5 separate regions of the Mus musculus genome follow, and all the other regions are linked to region 1. Evidence: chromatin contacts called from public HiChIP or PLAC-seq data. All regions are on one chromosome and are shown on one strand. Each heading gives the region's core, a stretch centred on a gene start, on an enhancer-like site or on the middle of the called end of the contact. The rest is flanking DNA. Distances are from core to core; before and after follow the strand shown.

Region 1 (2,655 bases), core at 69-2,568:
TTGACAAGTGAAAGAAACCTTCGACTGTTTTTAAGTGTTAACTTCGGTGCCATAAGAAATGAGTACTGACTACAAAGGTTAAGTGCCTAGTTTGTAGTGCAAGTATCTGAGGTGCTGGAGATAGACCCCAGTGTCTTGTTCATACTAGGCAAGCTCTCATGAACCACATACAAGAAGCACCTTTATTATCTCCCTCCTCCTTCCCCCGCCTTCCAATTTTTTCTTTAAAAATGCACACAAACTGTAAACTATATGCTTGATTCAGAGAATGCAAAACTCTAAGCAGTGGTATGACAGAGAGCTGGTATCTGGATTTTTACCAAGCTGTCTTACAAGGTTCTACTCTGCATTACAAGAATCAGCGATTCCTAAAGGGTTTGTTGCTACTTTTAATCCCACAAGTGTACGTTCCCATACATCTAGATCTCGACCTGTAGCTACTTTCCTTCCAAAGTGGACCTAATAAACTGCCTTACTGTGTGGGATCTATGTACCACCTCCAAGGTAACGTCCCCTGCCTGGACATGGGCCGCTGGGAAAGGGTGCTAGCGAAGAGCGGGAAGCGCGACGGAGTCACAACCGTAATCTGTCTCCACCCTCGCACACACCGTTCACTCCAAAAGCCTCCGATTCAAATGTTCCAACTACAAATTATCTAAGCTCCCCTCCCCGAAGAGCTATCAAATTGGGCGGGAGCGCTCACGAACTCTGACCCTGCGCCGCCGGGAAAGCTTAAGACCCAGAGGGTGGACGCTGTACGTCGGGGTTTGGGGGGGGGGCACCCATTTTCTCCAAAGCTGCCACTAAAAAAAAAAAATAATAAGGCCCCTTTCCTCAAACACCTCTCAGGACGGAGCCCCAAACCATACAACCGGTACCCCGCAGCCGCCCCGGGCTTCCCACCGGCCTCCCCCTAAAGACTTCCTCCTTGAGGCTCCGCTAGGCCCCGAGCCCGGGCGGCCGGCGCGGCGCCCGGCCTACAGGGCCTCGCCAGGCGGCCGGTGAGGTTCGGCTCCAGCCCATTCCCGCCGCCATTTTCCGGCCACCGCCACCGCCGCGTAGGGGGGGACGATCCCGGAGGAGGAGACTGCGCAGGGGCGCACCGGTCTCGGCCGCAACGCCGAGGCCGGGGGACGCTGCCCACGAACCCCCTCGGGGTCTCTAAGGCCTTCCTCCGCGGGCCGTCCTGTCCGGGATTTTGAGCGCCTCCCCCTCGGGTCTTACAAACAAGCCTCTCGCCTCTCCCCGGATCCCCGCGCTCGGACTTACGCGGAAGAATCCCGCGTCCATCTTGCCGCCTCGCTCGGAGATCGCTCCCTATCCCAGCGTGCACCGCGCCGCCGCGACGGAGGGCGGGACCGGCAGAAGGGAGCCCAGCGCCGGGAGGCTGCGCGCGCCGCTACACCCGCCCCGCTCCGGCGGGCCTGCGGCTGCGCCTGCTCAGTGCGCCACGAGAACGACGCGCATGCGCAAGCGCACCAGGGCGGCAGCCTTTCGCTAGGAGGGGAGGCGAGCTGGGCGACTGGAACCAATGGAAAGAGGAGGGAGAATCTTTGGGTCGCCCAACCCTACCGATCTTTTTTTTTTTTTTTTTTTTGTGGCGCATGATCAGCGGTGTTCGCGCGACTTGAGTTGATCCTTCCTTTGATCCGTAGTGGGAGGATGTGGGGAGTTGAAGGGAGATGGGGGGCGGGGGGGAAGCCTCAGTCCTGGGGTGCATGGGTAGTCATAAAAGAGAATGCTTGCTTAGGGGCGGCCCGATACGCCAGTTGTTGTCATTGTGAAAGTTGAGCTAGGAGTGGGTTTTGGGAGGTTGCCGGCGGGGTTGAGCCTGCAGCGTCAGCTCGTATGAAGCCCGCGTGTTCGCCGGATGTGCGTCGCATCTGGCTTGTTCTTGAGGTGTCCATTGGATACCTTTCTGTGCTTCTGCTGCGAAACCACGCCGAAGGGCAGGAAGTGGAAGAGGGCCAAAACCGGCCCTTTAATGTGCTCACCAAGCGCTTTCTCTCCAGAAAAGTTTCTCTGGGGCCACTTTGTAACATTCCATCTTTCACAGACACGCGCACCTCTAATGCTTTTTCATGGAAAAGTCGGGAAGTGGGCATGTCTGCCCTAGGAGTGCTAGTGTAGAAACCCGAATGTCTCCAGGCATTTTTTTTTTTTTTCTTTTCCTGGCTTTCCTACTTAAAGGGGGTTGACTTTCCCATTTGAACGCCCACAGACCAGATATGACTAGGTTCGTCTCGTCCATCAAAATCATCAAATGAATCGAAATAGCAGGGAAATCAGAGAGGCTGTCTTTGAGCCTTCTCTGTCTCTGTAGATGGCAGTAGCTTTCCTTTTGTTTAGGACAATCTTGCTGTTGAGAGTCCTCTTTCCTGCACACCCCACTCCCAAGCCCTCAGGAAACACACATGCCACTATGATGGAGGCCCAAGGTCCCTTATCTGAGTTGAACTCCTGCACTAGTTCTGTCACAGATAGCCCTGTTCCTGACCTTGCCACCCAGCATCCATTCTGAAGGAGGCCCGGATGCTGAACGATGCTGTTGAAAACCCTAGGTATCTCTGTGAGTTCAAGGCCAGTCTGGTCTACAGAGTGAGTTCCAGGACAGCCAAGGCTACATAAAGAAACCCCATTAAGTACAAAGAAAGG
Region 2 (2,655 bases), core at 42-2,541, 590 kb after region 1:
GTAGAGGTGGAGACAGGTTTGTTTTTGCTTGATGGGAGCAGAAAGCCTTGTGGTTACAAAAGCAGGCCAGAGCAGGTTAGCAAAAATTCCTGTAAGTGCCTGAGGGTCAAGCTGACCTCAATGTCAGCCCAAGGTCAGGTCAGGATTTAGCAAAGATGTTTTTCTTGCTTCACTCTTATGGCCTCACAGGTGTTCTACATAGACTTACATGTAGGCAAAACAGCCATGCACATGAAGTAAATACACTAGTAATAATTTAAAACTTTGGTGGCCATCGTGGCACATATCTTTAACTCCAGCACTTAGTAGGCAGAAGTAGAGGCAGGCAGATCTCTGAGTTTAGGTCAGCCTGGTCTACATGGAGTATATGAGTACACTATAGCTGTACATATGGTTGTGAGCCTTCATGTGGTTGTTGGAAATTTAATTTTAGGACATCTGCTCGCTCTAGTCGGCCACCACTCACTCAGGCCCAAAGATTTATTTAATAAGTACATGGTCGCTGTCTTCAGACATACCAGAAGAGGGCCAGATCTCACTACAGGTGGTTGTGAGCCACCATTTGAACTCGGGACCTTCGGGAAAGCAGTCAGTGCTCTTACCCGCTGAGCCATCTCACCAGCTCCACAGTGAACCTTTATATTCTACTTTGTGACCTTAACCTTTGGGGCGGGATCTGCGCCATTCTGCATGATGCACACGCATGTTTAGTCATTTGAAGACTTCCCCACTGAGGCTGAGGACGGGAAGACAAGAAGGAAGTAAGACAGTGTATACACAGGGACACAATGATTTCCTAATGGCTAGCTTCAGGGTTTCACAAGTCACCCGAGCACCAGTAGTAGCCCCTAGAAGCCCACAGTTATAGCAGTCCTTCGCTAACCTAGGCCTTCTTGCCTTCCCTGTTCCTTTAAGACTAAAGGAGCCATCGGCTTGGCCCACCAGCTTCCCAGTCATCTTCAACCCCAACACGCCCTGGGAACACAACGCCTTTCAGAAGGCAGATAAATGGCCCTGGATTGGAACCGGGCGTGATTTAAGACGTGGGGGAAGCAGGTGGAGGTGAAAAAAATCTCGGGATCTACACATGGGCTGTCAAATGTCATGGCTCTTCATGGGACACGTGTTCAGAAAATCATGGAGTGGGCATGATTGGAGGGTAGAGCTACTTAGAGGGGAGTAGGAAAAGAAAACAGACAGGCTGAGGGGAGGAACCAAACTGGGAGCCTCACAAGAGGAGCGATGCACCGCCTCCGGCCCTAACCACGCCCACAGAGGGATCGGCGGTCACGTGGTGCCCAGTGGGTTGGCCTCCGGAGTGAAGATGGCGTCAGTGAGGAAGGCTTTCCCGCGGAGGCTGGTGGGCTTGACGTCCCTCCGGGCTGTAAGTGCTCCCCAGGCGGGTGACAGTCATGGGATCGGGCGGGCCTCCTCAGCTGCTGTGACAGGCGGAGGAGCGGGACCGCTCGAGGGACTGTTGCCGGGAGGATTTGAGAGTTCCGGACCCAGCCGGTCTGGCTCAGATCCATTGCAAGAAACGGGGAAACTGAGGCGGCGGGAAGAGAATCGACCCGCTGTGACTGTGGAGACCGGGGACACCATCCTGGGCGTCCTACCTCCCTTACGGTGACCCTGACTCCTTCCCCTATTTGAGCTTCGGATCTCTCCGGCCCTTCATTAGTGGAAAACAGTGTTCAGTGTGGGAAACACAAGCATCCCTGTCTGCCGCCTTACTCGGCCCTTGTTGCTTTTATGGACGCCTGGGGAGAACTTGGATCGCGTGGGCCGGACAGGGATTCCCTCAGAACTGTCCTTTGGGCATGTTTGGTCCTGGCATTCTGACCACGCGCAGTTATTTGAAGGAAGGGGGGGGGGGCAAAAAGAGCTGTGCTGGCTAAACCGCAAACTGGTGTCCGGGTGATCTGCCACTTTCTAGGCTGAGTGACAGAGGTGTGTACTCAGCTTGCTTATACGTAAAATGCAGAGTCTCAGGATGATTTAGTGAGTGACCAGTCAGTCGGTGGTGGTGCTTTGTGAGAGTTGGACTTAGGAGCGATCAGCGCCAGCGTCACTGCTACACCCTCAGCTCTGTGATGGCGCTGTTACGATTTTATGTTGGGGAGTTTAGGCATTGTATTAGCACTTGGAAAAACTACTTTCCTTGCAGCTCGTGGGTGCCTCTCAGAAAGCCCAGAAAGCCACTTCTGGCCGGGCATGGTGGCTCACGCCTTTAATCCCAGCACTCGGGAGGCAGAGGCAGGCGGATTTCTGAGTTCGAGGGGAGCCTGGTCTACAAAGCGAGTTCCAGGACAGCCAGGACTACACAGAGAAACCCTGTGTCGAAAGAAACAAAAACAAAAAAAAAACAAAAAAAAAAAAAAACAAAAACAAAAAAAATGGGAAAGAAAAAGAAAGCCACTTCTGCATCTTTAGTCTACCCACTTCCAATGATTGCTCAGGGATCAAATGAAAAGGCAAATATCAACGTGAAAAGTTAAGGAAATAAACCCGAGGGGGAGAGGGGGAGAGAATGAGAATTAAGTAACATGGTGGGTCATAATATCTATCTATCTATCTATCTATCTATCTAAGACAAAGTTTCTTTCTATATAACTTTGGTATTCACTACATAGACCAGGCTAGCTTCAAACTCAG
Region 3 (2,655 bases), core at 104-2,603, 590 kb before region 1:
GCCTTAAGGCTGGAGCTGGAAGGGAAACTTCTCACCATCCAAAATGTACCCTGATGCCCTAGATTCATCCCCTGCTTCCTGGCTCCCTCCCCTTCAGACCTCTTCCCCACCCACCCTTCTCTCTCTTGTCCCAGTAGAAAAACCACAGGGTTCGTCCACTGGAAGAGAAGGTCACACTCAGAAGCCCTGGTCACATCCCACGAATTTTTGAAGGGCTATTTTGGTAGTTAAGTGTGGAAGTCAGTACATGCCCTGCCCAAGGGGCCTCTGACCCCACCCCCGCCAGTAGGCACCAGCACGCGTTCCCGATGCCAGTCAGGGCTAGGAGGAGCCCACAACTGGAACACCACAGTGGGAATGAGGAGGGGCAGGGCGGGCTCCCGAGGCCCAGACACGCTGGCGCTCCAGGGACTAGGAAACTCGGGCTCCCCTGGTGGAGCCCGGCAAGGGAAGGTGCTGACGAGAAGCTGGGGGCGGGGAGGGGGTACTGTTAGTGGGAGAGGTGGGGGGCCCCAGGTAGGTGGCAGGTGAGGGTGTGCCGCGAGCCCGGGTACTTTGGCTTCACATCAGAAAGGGAAGGCCTGGGTGATCATCCCACGCGAATGAAAAGGGAGGAGGGACCTAAGCTAGGTTTCTCAGGCCTCGGGGGAGGGTGCCAGGTGACGGCTCTCCGAAAGTAACCCGAGAGGTGGCTGGGGGAGGCTCCTCTCCACCCTTCCAGACTCCCGGGAGAAATGGCAGCGAGTCTGAGTCTGCCTTTTGCCTAGGTGCCCAGGGACTCGGACCAGCCCCCAAGGAAAAGTACGGAGGAAAACAGGGTTTGTAAATAGCCTGGGCTCCAGCCTCGCCACCTGGACGCGTCCAGAGGGGAGGAAGCGGGACCCTGAATGGCACCCGGGCTGGGATCGCCCCTCGAGGCAGGGACCTGCGAAACTCCAGCGTCCAGAGGGGACCCTGTAGGTTGTGCTGGAGTGGGTAGAGAGGCTCTAGACGTCCCCTTCGCGCCACACCTGGGGACCCCGAGTTAAGCCTGATCCCTGTCGACCTGCCCCAGACGTGCAGCCGGACATGACCCCCGGCCCCGCCGCGCGGGGCGGGACGAAGCCACCCAGTCCACCTTGGCCCGGAGCTCGGCGGAGGCCCGACCCGGGGCGCATACACTCACTGCGGTGCCGGCCGCCCGCCCAGCTCTGCTTGGCCAGACTGGGGCTCCGGATTAGCGCGCGCCCCGCCGACTTGAGCGCGTCCATGGCCCGCTCCGGTTGTCGCCGCCGCCACTGACGCCGCTACCGCCGCCAAAACTCCTCCAGGAAAACTTTCCGCCGGGCCAGGCGGCGCGCGCCCGCTGCGCTCCTCCCCCGCCCTCCCCGCGACGTCTAGGGGCGGGGCCGGAGGGGCTACGCCCACCGCCACGCCCCTAGAGCGCAACCCCGCCCTTCCCGGACCTGGACCGGCTCCGAGGCTGCACGCGCGGTGTTCCTAAACTCAGAACCCACCAAGGCTCCCAGCCCAGCGCCTTTCCCCGTTCTCTAGCTACGGGATCCCATGGCCTTCTAGATAGCTCAGCTAAAAGGCACCTGGATACCGTTTCACCGATGGGAAGAGTGAAAGGTAGAACGATAAGGGTCTTGTTCAAAAATAAGAGAAAGAAAAAAACGATAGATGGGAAGGAGAGGGTCGAGTGGATAAAGGCACTTGCCGCCAAGCTTGACAATGATCCCGGAGACAACACGGTAGAAGAAGAGAATCAACTCCTGCAAATTGTCCTCTGACCTCCTGGCGCTAACAGTGGCACCTCCCCCATTGCTTACATACACAAAATAAATGTAAATAATTAAATAAATATGAGTGAGGGGCGCACCAAAGCAATGGGAGTCTTTGAACGAGGGAATGAAGGCCGCGAATTTTGCTGGGAAGGATCGGGAGTGTATTGGTAGATGCCCTTAGCAGCTTTCTTAGCTGTCCTCTGCCCCCACAGTCTCAGGGACATTGCAACCTTAGACGCAGACTCAGGCATGCTGTGTGACCCAGGCTGTCCTTCCCTGCTCTGAGTCATGATATCTGTCAAATGAAGCGTGATCCTATCTGTAGTGCACCCACCGGCCTGTCTGGGCAGGCCCTCGGTGTGTAGCCTTGCTCTAGCCTGTTTCCAAGGCAGCACCTGCTCCAGCCCCAGGAAGCTGGTAATTTAACTCTAGAGCCAGGAGCGATGGCTCAGACCGGTAATCATAGCGCTCATGGAGCTGAAGCAGGAGGATTCCTGCAAGTTCCAAGGCATCCTGGGGTATAGAGTGAAACTTTGTCTCAGAAAACCCAAATAACAAAGAATTCTAACTATTAAAAAAAAACCAAGAAAACAAAACAAAAAACCAAAAAACCCGCTAACCCTTGGTTCAGACTGTGCCCAAAGGAGTCTGGCGTTCACTACCTGGCTTCCAGAAGCTGGGCTTCAGCAGCGCAGCTGTGACCTCTGGCTAGTTTCAGAAGCCAGCAGATCTCTTCTGGCTGGGAGACACACATGCTGTGTGCTCTAGCTGCCCAAGGAGGCCTGGCTCACATTCCACTCTTTCTAAACCTCCTGTCTGTTCCAAGTGCTCCGCCTGAGTGGACAGTACAGCCAGCCATAGCCTCCTTTACAGCAGGAGACACGACATA
Region 4 (2,655 bases), core at 53-2,552, 570 kb after region 1:
CCATGGAGACCTTTGTGCCATATGGACCATGTGACTTCTGGCTCCCATACTTCCTGAAGTTATGGGCACACACCATATACCATTGGGCGTGTGCTGACTGTAGAGGAATTGGGTGACTGGCCATATGAGTTTTAGAGATTTTCCCAGGGCAAGAGGGTTCTCTTGGCTCTCAATTTTTCTGGTCCCTCATGCCTCAGTGGTCCCCTGTGTGTGGGTCAGGCATGCTTGTTTAGCGGTGCCAGACTGAAGCTCCGGCCTTCCGGTGTACCAAGCAAGTGTTGTACTCCTGAGTCAGGTTTTCTTCAGTTAGATGCTAACTAAGCTCTCTGAGAGACCCTCAAAGTTTTTGAGGTGTAGCTCAGTCAGTAGAGTGCTGCATCTGCAAGAGCAAATCTCTGGGTTCAAAGGTCAGTACTACCTAAAACCAGGAATGGCAGTGCCATCCCCTACCTGTAATCCCAGCACTCCTGAGGTACAAGCAGGAAGATCAGGAATGCAAAGTTACTGTAGCTGTAAGTTCGAAGCCAGCCTGAGCTAGTTGAGACCCCCTTACCTCAAAATAAATTTAAGTTACAATTCTAAATTAAATTAAAATGTCTAGGGCTGGAGAGATGGCTTAGTGGTTAAGAGCACAGACTGCTTTTCCAGAGGTCCTGAGTTCAATTCCCAGCAACCACATGGTGGCTCACAACCATCTGTAATGGAATCTGATGCCCTCTTCTGGTATGTTTGAAGAGAGCGATGGTGTACTCATATACATAAAATAAGTAAATAAATCTTTTTTTAAAAAAATGTTTAAGTTCCTCGGAGTTCTTGTTAAGTTCAACGGACAAAAGATAGACTAAAATAACCACGTCTGCCCTTAATCTTTCAGCAGCCATTTCTCTCCCTCCGCATAAAGCTCCTTCTAACCTTGTTATTTCTCAATCTCTTCGGCAACTCTCCAATCTGCTAAACTCCACCTGCTGGCTGGAGGTATAGCACAGAGAACCCGCGGCTCCTAAATAGTCACTAAATAAAACGACCTGGCTTCAGCCTTCCCCTGAAGATTGGTGCAACAACGTGGACTTCTCCCAGTTTTCCCCACACCTTGGGTCTTTCTCACTTGCGGGGAATCCGGCAATTAAATCCTTAGGCGAGTCTACGGAATTTAAATTCAATAGAGCAGAACCAGCAACGCCGCCTTAAGTCTTTCTCCCTTCCAATGCCAGAGGGCGCTCCAGAGCCGCAAGCCTGACCCCACCCCCTCTCCTTCCAAGCCAATCGTTACTCTGAGAGGCGGGGCTACTCGCCGGCGCTTGCGTGTTAAGAGGGGGGCGGTGCGGGCCCGGAAGCAAGGATGTAGGAGCTGAACTTGAGTGGTGGGCTGTGGACTCTGGGATGCTGCTGCTGCTGCTGCTGCTGCTAGTGGCTGCGGCCCAGGCAGTGGCCCTGGCTCCGCGCCGCTTCACTCCGGACTGGCAGAGCTTGGACTCGCGGCCACTGCCGAGCTGGTTCGATGAGGCCAAGTTCGGGGTGTTCGTGCACTGGGGGGTGTTCTCGGTGCCCGCCTGGGGCAGTGAATGGTTCTGGTGGCACTGGCAGGGCGATCGGATGCCGGCCTACCAGCGCTTCATGACAGAAAACTACCCGCCCGGCTTCAGCTACGCCGACTTCGCACCGCAGTTCACAGCGCGCTTCTTCCACCCGGATCAGTGGGCCGAACTCTTTCAGGCTGCCGGGGCCAAGTGAGTGCGGGACGGGCGCGAGGCGGGAGCAGGCAGGCCATAGCCGGCGCTGCCTGACCTCGGAAGGTCCAGGACCCTACGTTCTGCATCTCGGAGGAAGGACGCTAAAGACGAGAATCCAGCTGAGGATCAGTTAAAAAAATAAATAAATAAAATAAAATAAAATAAAATTAAGGCGGGAAAGCACTGGGTGGTACACCTGTGCGGAGAGAGACTAGAATCAGGCTACATCGGTGTCTCGTTTGAAAGGTCCAGAACACAGCCCAGATTCCCGTCGGTGGCCCTGAGTTGTAGATCTGACCAGTCCCCTTAGGCTACGGGTAGCGTCCGTCCGTGGAAGCTTATAAAAAAGCGCCGCCTGACTTCCTTGTAGCCCTGTGCCTCTAAAGGAAGAAGGAAGGATGGAAGTTTGGGGTTGCTCTTTGTTGGGGTCTCCCTCACTTCTCACTTGCTTATAGTAGAACTCAGAGGAGGAAGGGGGTTGTTTGGGCAAAGCCCTGCAGAGGAAGTGCGTTTTGAGAGCCCTCTAAGCCAGAGAAAATATTGGCTGACTTTGGACGCGGGATTTGGCCACTGTGAGGGCAGCCTCCCGCTCCTGGCTTAGTGTAGTCCTCCGCTCTCTTCATTGATTTTCTGCCAAACTCCGACTTTTTATTCCCTCGGGACGTTAGGTTTTCTCCCCCGAAGGGAAAGGCTGTGTATAGCTGGCACTTAGTATTTTCGCCAAGTAAAAGGCCTGAGGGAACAGAAATCTGTCATCTTGCCATCTTGAGAGCCGTAATTTACAAAGTTGAACTCCAGCCTTTTTCCAGACTTCCTGTTTAATGGACGAGGTAACTAGCCCAGAGAGAGGAAGGAGAGGAAGGAGCCTGGTGTCCTAGACTGCAGGTCTATGATCTGGAAGTGAAAGCTCCAGAAAGCTCATGGG
Region 5 (2,655 bases), core at 90-2,589, 520 kb after region 1:
CCATAGTTCCAGTTCTAGAAGTGTTGAAGAAAATATGACAAGATGGCATTAGGCTCGACTTCAAAACCATCTACCTCAAAAAACTAAAGTCGTGAGCTAGATACCAGTTTGTGAAATTGAAAGAAGAAAAAAATTAAAGCAAGCTCTTCTTTCATTCTTTGTACAAGCTAAAAGAAATAACCCCACACACCGAAAGCCACCCGTGGCTGGTGGGGTCTCCTATACCAGACTGGCCTCCAACTTTAAGCAGTCTTGCCCCAAACTCTGGAGTGCTGGAATTACAGGCACATAATACTGCAGCATCGCCATGCATGGCCGCTGACCTTAATAGTTTAGAATTGCTTCACTCCTAAGATAATTGGCCCCACTGTGATGGGAATCTTTATACCTTTCAGTTTGCTTTTCAGATTGAAGGATTTCCACTACTTGTCCTCTTCCTTGCTGCCAAGCCCAGGATAAGAGACGTTGCTTTCTGCTAGATCCTTTCCTTTGTCTCAGTACACAAGTTTTCATGAGCCAGTCTGCTGATTTCAGCCTAGGAGCTGAGGTCCACATCGAGTCTCCTCAGCACACAAGTTTGAGAGAAGTCCTAGCTAGAAAAGGAAAGAGAATTACTTGAAAATAACCCCAAAAAGTGATCTTTTAGACATTCTACAGAAATGGCTGTCGCTGCTTCCTCAAAGCTTCATAGATGATGTATGAGACCACGACTTTCTTTGACCTCATAAATATCAGCTTACAACTCTTGGGGGCTTACCTGCAACTCTTACCCGTTTTAAAGTGAAACTAGGACCCGCACAGCCATTTCCACATCAAGGTTCTGTTCCCAACAGCGCGCATCGTGATTTCGCCTATGACTCCGGTAACGGGTGCCATAATTTTTCACAAACCATAATAACCTTACATTCCTAAAGATCACGCCTCTAAGGGGAAAGGTTTCTCTGTTCTAATTAGCAAACACCCTCACAAGGCTGAGAAGCCTCCGACTTTGTAAGTCAGAAGGCCCGCACTCGCAGTCACCCGCACAGTGAACCTGCAAGCTCGCAGCCTCAGCCCGCGGCTCCGCTCCCAGGGAGTCGGTCGCACCCGACCGGCCTCACTTCCTCTTCAGCCAGGCCCAACAATGGTGCCCGCGATGGCCAACATGGCCGCCCCCGCCACACTCACCGACTTCGAGCGGCGGCGGCGGCGGCTCCCTCTCGACCTCCAAGCCTCCTTCCCTCTACAGGGAGAAACGATGCACGGATCTAACAGCCCACGAACGAGTCACGGATCACAACTCCGTCTGGGGACCAACCTCCTACTGCCTTTCCCGACAAAATGGAGGCCGCTGCAAGCGCGGAAGAGGACCGGAGACTGTGCAGCCAATGAGGACGCGGCAGCGCGTCCCGCGGCCAATGAGACGCCAGCCACCGCCTGTTGCTGGGGCACGCGGGGGGGGGGGGGAGTGCGGGGTGGCTGTTGTCATGGTTTGAAATCCTGCGGGAGGAGCATGTCGGGAATAACTGGCCCGCTTCGGGAGCCGCGCTGCTGGACTTTCCCCGGCTGGCGGAGGGCAGCTGCTCTTCTGCTGGCCTCTGGCAGCGGGGCCCGTACTTTACTTCCGTGACCAGACCTCTGCGCGGCGCCCGTCTTTGTTCCTGGCCCTTTCTGTCCTGCGGTCACTGGGCCAGCCCCAGAGCTGCCGTGGGTCATATTCACCCCACCCAGAGCCCGGCAACTATTTCTGCACATGACCACCTTCCTTTTTTATGTCTCCTCTGATCTAGCTTCACTTTTTTCTCGGTACCTGAGACTGTCACTACTATCAGGGCCTGCTTTTTCTATACACAGCACTTGCTGGATCCCTACACATTTTTTGGTCTTGTTTCGAAAGTGGGAAAACTAGAGAAAAGAAATATACCGCTCAAGAATGACAGCAAGGTTCGGGAAAGAAAGGAGAGATATCTTTTGTTTAAGAGAAAAAGAAAAACGTGTATCCTAGAGTCAACATTTCAAGGGTGAACACCAATTTCAGTGAATAATTCTGGGGGTAAATGTGCCAGGTGTCTTGCCTCATTCAGGCCTGTAATCACAGCTTCTCAGTTTTGAGGTCAGTTTGGAGTACATAGCAAAACCCCCATCTCAGCAAAACAAAAACGTTTCATTGGCTCCAAATTGTGATGCAAATAAGACACACACACTCACACATCTATCTATATAGCCATTGCTGTCCAGAATTAAGTTGGTCCAGAATTCTGCAAGCCTGTCCAAATGCATCTAGGGTGTTTTATCTGCTCCCTACCTCATGCTAGACTTTTGCTTATGTCATCTCATTCCAGTCTCAGCAATTTTAAGGGCAAGGTGCTATTCTGATTTCCAGTGTTCTTGGATTCAGGACATCTCAGTGGTGCCACACTTCAAAGCATAATGCTACAGTGAGTTTCAAGAGCCTGGGCTCATGTGCCCTTCTTCTCTGTGCCTAAAAGGTGCTTGACATAGAGGACACCATTACCCACATTGTCGGAAAGCTTGGGTGCCATGAAGCCTGCCTGTGTCCTGCCACCTGGCTGAGCCTGCTCTCTCCTACAAGGTCAGCGTCAGGCTGCCCTTTGGGAGAGCATGGTTCCGGCATTCACCATGTCTTAGCACTGTCTCTAGCTCATTAATAGCTAC

What was found. HiChIP or PLAC-seq counts read pairs in DNA pulled down with a chosen protein or histone mark.
Region 2: an H3K4me3 HiChIP or PLAC-seq map of embryonic stem cells shows a contact between it and region 1, with 8 read pairs. The contact joins the promoter of Hmgcl here to the promoter of Srrm1 in region 1. A contact is called at or near these places in 1 of 39 promoter capture datasets (cranial neural crest), 2 of 484 Hi-C or Micro-C datasets (both in cortical neurons), 3 of 115 datasets of contacts at active chromatin or transcription factors (bone marrow-derived macrophages, embryonic stem cells and pancreatic cancer cells) and 1 of 9 other capture datasets (pancreatic islet).
Region 3: a contact with region 1 is called in an H3K4me3 HiChIP or PLAC-seq map of embryonic stem cells, with 10 read pairs. The contact joins the promoter of Ldlrap1 here to the promoter of Srrm1 in region 1. A contact is called at or near these places in 2 of 39 promoter capture datasets (cranial neural crest and liver), 2 of 484 Hi-C or Micro-C datasets (B cells and uterus) and 3 of 115 datasets of contacts at active chromatin or transcription factors (bone marrow-derived macrophages, embryonic stem cells and memory CD8 T cells).
Region 4: an H3K4me3 HiChIP or PLAC-seq map of bone marrow-derived macrophages shows a contact between it and region 1, with 2.9 times the contacts expected there. The contact joins the promoter of Fuca1 here to the promoter of Srrm1 in region 1. A contact is called at or near these places in 2 of 39 promoter capture datasets (hippocampal neurons and neural stem cells) and 2 of 115 datasets of contacts at active chromatin or transcription factors (astrocytes and bone marrow-derived macrophages).
Region 5: a contact with region 1 is called in an H3K4me3 HiChIP or PLAC-seq map of bone marrow-derived macrophages, with 3 times the contacts expected there. The contact joins the promoter of Pnrc2 here to the promoter of Srrm1 in region 1. A contact is called at or near these places in 1 of 39 promoter capture datasets (the C10 cell line), 6 of 484 Hi-C or Micro-C datasets (LSK cells, Th1 cells, embryonic stem cells and 2 more), 5 of 115 datasets of contacts at active chromatin or transcription factors (the SCID.adh cell line, bone marrow-derived macrophages, epiblast stem cells and 2 more) and 1 of 9 other capture datasets (liver).

What each region holds. Positions count from the first base shown.
Region 1 is chr4:135,351,828-135,354,482 of GRCm38.p6, forward strand. Srrm1 (serine/arginine repetitive matrix 1) reads right to left here and starts at 1,319. Exons shown (of 18, transcript NM_016799.4): 1 at 1,270-1,319. The coding sequence starts at 1,290.
Region 2 is chr4:135,945,157-135,947,811 of GRCm38.p6, forward strand. Hmgcl (3-hydroxy-3-methylglutaryl-Coenzyme A lyase) reads left to right here and starts at 1,292. Exons shown (of 9, transcript NM_008254.3): 1 at 1,292-1,384. The coding sequence starts at 1,325.
Region 3 is chr4:134,766,651-134,769,305 of GRCm38.p6, forward strand. It overlaps Ldlrap1 (low density lipoprotein receptor adaptor protein 1), which reads right to left and starts at 1,354. Exons shown (of 9, transcript NM_145554.2): 1 at 1,166-1,354. The coding sequence starts at 1,250.
Region 4 is chr4:135,919,424-135,922,078 of GRCm38.p6, forward strand. Fuca1 (fucosidase, alpha-L- 1, tissue) reads left to right here and starts at 1,303. Exons shown (of 8, transcript NM_024243.4): 1 at 1,303-1,727. The coding sequence starts at 1,381. Cnr2 (cannabinoid receptor 2 (macrophage)) reads left to right here. Exons shown (of 2, transcript NM_009924.4): 2 at 1-796.
Region 5 is chr4:135,872,507-135,875,161 of GRCm38.p6, forward strand. It overlaps Pnrc2 (proline-rich nuclear receptor coactivator 2), which reads right to left and starts at 1,340. Exons shown (of 3, transcript NM_026383.3): 1 at 1,168-1,340; 2 at 389-593.